Linked DNA regions of Hordeum vulgare: region 2 is linked to region 1. A link is a contact called in public Hi-C data. All regions are on one chromosome and are shown on one strand. The core of a region is the stretch at or near the end of the contact, and the rest is flanking DNA. Distances in the headings are between cores, read along the strand shown.

Region 1 (3,271 bases), core at 235-2,734:
GGACGTCGACCGGCTTAAAATAGCCGAATTTGGCCTCGGCGGCGAGTTGAAGCGACGCCACGCGACGTTCACACCGCGGCGATAGATGAGGCGTCCGTCAGACCGCTGGGTTTTCGAGCGAGTCCGCCTGGGACCCAATCATCAGGCCGACGTGGCGGGCATGCCGCATCCTATATTTGGATTGGATATGAGAGGTGCTAGTCAGCTCGAACGGTTTGAGGCGTCCGACTGCGTTAAAATTTCGTGACCGGCCAGTGACCTGACTGCCTGCCGAGTCGTTTTAAAACGGATATGAGGGGGTTCGATTATAGATGCTTTGATGCGACAAATTAGCTCAACCTGTTGTTCCAAAAGCAAAGTGGAAACTTGCAGAGGAACCGGGTTCTTCCCTGAGAAAAGCACAAAAGGCAGGGGAAAGAAAGGAGCCGAGTACGTGCAGCAGATTGGAGAAAAATTAGGGCATGGCCAACGCGCTGCCCCAATGTGGTGCTCCACGGGTCCAACTCAGTTCGGACTCTGCAACATAGGTTCGGGTGTTGCTTTGTAGGACCAGCGGTCTCTTGCAGAGGAGCTAGCCGCTCCATGAAAGAAGCAAGAGAAAAGAAAGGAAGAGACGAACAAAAGAGAAGAGAGAGTGGGTGGAGAGTGATGAAAGGAGAAGGAGATGAAAAGGAAATTATTGAGGTGGGGTCCATAGAAATGGATCCACCCACCGTTGGGTGATGAAAAATATACACCCTTCATAAACTAATGCCCCCTCCGTCCCAAAATAACTGTCTCAAACCTAGTATAACTTTGTACTAGAGCTAGTACAAAGTTGAGACACTTATTTTGGGACGGAGGGAGTATAAAAAATATTTAAATTACTATTTTAATTATCTAAACACTCTTATATTAGTGTACGGAAGGAGTACATGATAGCTTCATTACTTTATGCATACGTGGAGGTAATGAGGCATCACCAAGTGCTGCCCATTGTACATGCCCAGTGAGACAATGGATGCATTGGGTGGATGGAATTTTTAGCAACTGTTTCGTACGTGGATGATGGGGCAGCACTATGGTATAGCCTCCATTGTACATTCCAGTTTACCCGAAAGAAAAGAAACTTAAACAAAGGAATGGTCACCATGTAGTAGCATGTTTCAAAACCATGTAGTAGCATGTTTCTTTGTTGCGGGAGTACAGGGAGCCCCAGACGGATGGCGTCATGGGAATGGGGAGCAGAGAAGCGCGCCCAGGTTGCCCGATCGACGCTAGGCAGTTCCTGGTCCCGGTCCCAGGGCCTCGCGGAGCTCCGTTTCCCCATCGGGGCAGGCAGGTGATACGCAGTAACGCAGATCGGACCGCACGGAACGTGCTGGCGTCGCACTGCAGCGCCAAGTGCGCACACGCGGCCGTCGACGTCAGTCACGCGAAACGCGATCGACCGCGAAGCGACCCGCCACGCCACGCGGCGACCGGACAGGCGACACTTGGCTCTGCCTCTCCCTCTCCCTCGACCGGAAACGGCCATCCCCAAACCTGAACCCCGACGCTCCTCCGCCTCCCCACTCACCAGCCACCTCACCAGCGACCTCAACCCCGCGGCGTTCGATCGACTCCTCCTCCTCCCCCTCCCCTCTCGGGGCGCATTAACGCCTTCCTAATCAGTTCCCCTCTCGCATCCCCGCACCAATCCGCGCCCGCACCAATCCATTTCCGCCCCCCTCGAATCCCCAAACCCTACCCGCCGCCGCGCCGCCCCGCCCACCCACCGCCGCGGCCCGCCCGCCCGCCCGCCGCGCGGGGCCAGGGGGGAGGGATGGGGGAGGAGAAGATGGGCGGGTGGAGGAGGACGCTCGGCGACGTGGCCGAGTTCCAGTGCTTCGTCTGCAAGGACGCCGGCGACGTCCGCGTCTGCGACTTCAGGTCCGCCCCGCCCTCCCCCGTCTTTATCCCTCCTCTGTACCCTCGGTCGTCGCCGCGGTGGGTGCGCGCGGAATCATCGCTGTGAACTTCGCTGGATATTAATTGCCCTGTCATGCCGCGTTTCAGGAACTGCCTCAAGAGCTACCACCCGGGCTGCGTGGGGAAGCCGGACGACTTCATTGATTCCAGTGACCGATACGTTTGTGGTTAGCGCTTACGCTTAATGAGTCCTAGTTGGTTCACCACGCGTGGCTGCTGCACTGCGTTTGTGCACTTGTTATGCTGCGTGCTCATATACATTTGTGGTGACCGCTTATGCTGAATCATCCCTAGTTATTTCACCATGCATGACTGCTGTGGAACCGGCACTACATCGGGCACCTGTTATTCTGTTCTGCGTGCTCAAATTCAGTTACTCGTTCCTTGTTCACGGCGGAGAATCCTAGATCATATATCCTGCATATGTGTGAAATCCCTGTTGTTCATGCCCTTGTCCTTTTCTTCCATGAAAAGGAAAATGCTGTTTGATGCTTAACCTTTTAGAACGCATGCTTTATCATTGTTCCAGCATCATGCAGCATGATAGTGAACCGTGTTCCAGCGCTGCAATATCCCAACTAGAAACTCCGCATGCATAAACAGAACATGTTACAACAGAAGTTCATATTCTTGGTGTCCACTTTACAGTCTTGATTATTACCATATATATCTTGAATTTATCAAATGTTTCTTTTACTTCTGTCCTGTAAAATAATGGCATTGGTTCTTGCACCTAATTTTAACTATTTTCAGATTGGCACAAATGTGCTAAATGCAGAAGTGATGCACTCTATTTATGTTTGTGCTGTCCAAGTTCCTCCACTTGTGGAGTCTGCTTTGGAAAAGTTGATTTCGTCCCAGTGAAGCAGAGCAAGGAAATCAGCGTGGGGTTCTGCCGCAGCTGTTTTAATATGGCAGTAGCGACTGAGAAAGATGACCATGAAGAGGTAATATGCATGCCCCCAAGCTCATTTTTGAATTACAGTAACGAGCTTCCATCTCAAAGTGGCACTATGTTTAAATTTGCACGCCATGCTATTGCATTCGTCAATTTTGTCATCCCACCGGAATTTTTTTTAACAATCCTGTTGCTTACCGTCAAGCTATTCTCTTTTATTTACCTGAAGGTTGTCCACCTGCACTTGTGTTGGATTTCTTAGTAAATAGATAGCAGTTGGGCTGGTTTGAATACAAAATTCAGTTTACCCACCCATTATGTTTTCTTTTGACTTTTTCTGACAAGAACTCATGTACATCTCCAGTTAATGGTTGTTTTTGGAGGTGCCCCGGAGAACTATAAAATATTGTTTAAAGATTACTG
Region 2 (3,035 bases), core at 520-3,019, 560 kb after region 1:
CTATGTAGGCGAGTCATATGGAACATGAGTTGTTGGGAACTCATGTTGATTGAACCGTCAAAGATGCGATGATGTGATGCTCATCTTAGAGTTCAGAATAACTATTTTAAAACAATAGCCAAGTGGATTGGTGCAATCCACCTAAACTGGGTTGTTTTTTAGCCTAGAAAAACTAGGTGTGTCCGATTTGATCTACTCCAATTGAATCAAAAAATCAAGTTGGGCTTGAGGTCAAAATTCTCCGTCAAATGTAATTATAACAAAATCACAATCAAATTTCAAAATTGATACCCAGACGACCTTGAACTAAAATAACAATTCCAATCATCAACTCCAAACTCAATTATGGAATTCCAAATGAGTGTAACACAGGTCAAGCTAGCATTCTAACACATTCTATATTTTCTCTTGGTCATCAGGATTTGTGGCTAATTTAGAGCACTATTTAGGAACATATAGTAATGATTGAATTTTTTCTACTTAGAAATAGAAATTATTCAAGTTTTCATATTTGGAATCATCTTAGGATTAATTCCTATTACTTTAATGGGATTTATTGTGACTTCACATTCACAAGACAGGTGTGGGGATCAGTTGGATGGTTTACTGTTGATGATCCTATTGGAAAACTTTGCATGGGAAAGAATATTTTTCCTATGCACACATAAGATATATCCATGGTGATGACCATCTACGAGAGAAGAGATCGTATCCACATACCCATGTAGATCGCTAAGCGGGCTTGCGTGCAACGGTGGATCCAGCATACACGAGGTGGAGCGCCGTTGCTCCGTCGCCTGTTGGCGCATTTTTTTCTTCTAAAATTCCACGAGTGGCGGGCGAAACTGAAGCCCGCCGTTGGTAGTGTGTGTGTATGCCGTTAGTGTGTATTACTGGTGGTGGGCACTAGGTAAAGCCCGCCACTTGTAGGTCTTTACTAGTGGTAGACCCGCGATCACCACTGATGCCATGTTAGCAGTGATGGGGAGGTCAGTGGCGAGCGTCCGTGAGAGCCTTACCCGTCAATAATGGGCTTTTTGAACCCCCTGATGGCATTTTATGTGCACTGGGTTAGACAGGGATGATATTTTGCAAAAATGCCATGGAAGTTTGTGTAACTACGTGTAGGTTTTGGTAGAAAACCGCCGCTGTCAGTTGTGGGTGTGTTCGCGAGGATTTGATCTTTGGTGAATGTTCATCGGCTAATATTTCCCTAATCAAGAGCGTCACGGAGATTCGAGACCGATCCCTAATTAAACCAAAACCATTTCTCCGCTTTTTATAGGCTTTCAATGTTCACAACATCTCTAGCATACCTCGTAAACCGGGCCGTCCGCAAACGAGCTAGCTCAGCTAGTTAGCTAGTGGACACTGCCTAGCAAACGAGCGAGTGCGCTAGCTAGCTAGCAGCCGGTGCGCCGTCGTCGCGAGCTGCTGCCTGCTCGACGCTTCCATCCCCGTGGTCCTAGCCTAGCTCCACGACGACGTTGTCACTAACAAGACACGTGGATCCAATTGTAATTTAACAAATGCTTTTTAGGGGTGTTTGTGCAAATTTACTGGGACCATAAAATATTTTACGGAATTTGTTTTATCGAAACAAAAACCATATCATAAAAATACGAAAAAACATTTTACGATACCTTAAACTATTTTTTACGATACAGGATAGAGGGGATCTTGGTAGAGATACTCCCAAATCAAATCGGACCAGCCAGCGGAAGGCCGAGCCAAGCAAAGCAAACAGAGCGCTTGCCGTTTCCGGCTCCTACCCCTGAACCACCCCGAAAGCCCCCTCATCACCATTCCTCTTCCTCCCATGGCGGCCTCCTTTACTCCTCCGCCTCCCCCTTCCCCTTCCCCTTCCCCACCACCACCACCACCACCGCCATTCCCCAATCGCACCACGCCCGCACCGGCCCCCAGAGCGCCCGAAGATACGAACCCTTCCTGGCGCCGCCGGAGGAGGAAGGAGGGAGAGGGATGGGGCGCGGGAAGATCGAGATCAAGAGGATCGAGAACCAGAGCAACCGCCAGGTGACCTTCTCCAAGCGCAAGAACGGGATCCTCAAGAAGGCCAAGGAGATCAGCGTGCTCTGCGACGCCGAGGTCGGCGTCGTCGTCTTCTCCAGCGCCGGCAAGCTCTACGACTTCTGCTCCCCCAAGACCTCGTGCGTGCCTTATCCTGCCCCTTTCCCGTCCTCAATCTCGCTTTTTAAGGAGCACTTTCCTCGGCTCTTTCGTTGGTAGCGTACTGTTTGTGACTTGTGCGCGCTTTAATTTTGACGTTGGGTTCTTCGCTGCTTCTCGGTGTTTCGATGGGAGTATACACTTTTAGTCACCGCAGTTAGGTAAACTATTACCAGTAGATTCATATGCTGCTACTCGTATCAATAGCTTAGCATGAATGGAATTGGTTGGTCTGAATGTTTTCTGCTTGACTGGTTTCGTGGACGTTTAAAGTAAGTTTAAGTGGGTAGGACCAAACAACTCATACTCCCCTGGATGACATTTTTCGGAATCTAGAATCACTCGTTTAGCAATGGAACTTTATCCATGTATTTATACATCGTTTTGGTGTGACGCAGGCTATCAAGAATCTTGGAGAAGTACCAGACCAACTCCGGGAAGATACTGTGGGATGAGAAACACAAGGTAATTATTGACCTCCAAAACATATCAATGAATGGTTTTCTCGAGTTGCTTTCTTAAAGCCTGGCTGAAAATCCTGTTCCAACAAAAGTCTTTTCAGAGCTTTTTTAATTAAGGGGGTACCCCCAATTTTCAGTTCTGAAATTTTCCTGAAAATTGATAAAATGTTTTCAGAGCTAGAATACCACTTGTATTTTGTTGAATCGGCTGAGTGGAATGACTTGTAGTTCAGAAAAAAAAACAGTAGAATGACTTATCACTGATGGACACATTCAATGTTTCAGAGCCTCAGTGCGGAGATTGATCGAATCAAGAAAGAGAATGATAACATGCAGATCGAGCTCAGGTAATTTCTTGGACTGGATGTTTCTTTTCTCCTTGGA

The links. A called contact is a pair of places that touch in the nucleus more often than the background predicts.
Region 2: a Hi-C map of seedling shows a contact between it and region 1, with 4 times the contacts expected there. The contact joins the promoter of LOC123445121 here to the promoter of LOC123445114 in region 1. A contact is called at or near these places in 2 of 6 Hi-C or Micro-C datasets (leaf and seedling).

Annotation. Positions count from the first base shown.
Region 1 is chr3H:563,569,202-563,572,472 of MorexV3_pseudomolecules_assembly, forward strand. It overlaps LOC123445114, which reads left to right and starts at 1,485. Exons shown (of 13, transcript XM_045122049.1): 1 at 1,485-1,911; 2 at 2,038-2,117; 3 at 2,704-2,897; 4 at 3,213-3,271. The coding sequence starts at 1,805.
Region 2 is chr3H:564,124,587-564,127,621 of MorexV3_pseudomolecules_assembly, forward strand. It overlaps LOC123445121 (MADS-box transcription factor 2), which reads left to right and starts at 1,770. Exons shown (of 7, transcript XM_045122057.1): 1 at 1,770-2,171; 2 at 2,589-2,655; 3 at 2,937-2,998. The coding sequence starts at 1,984.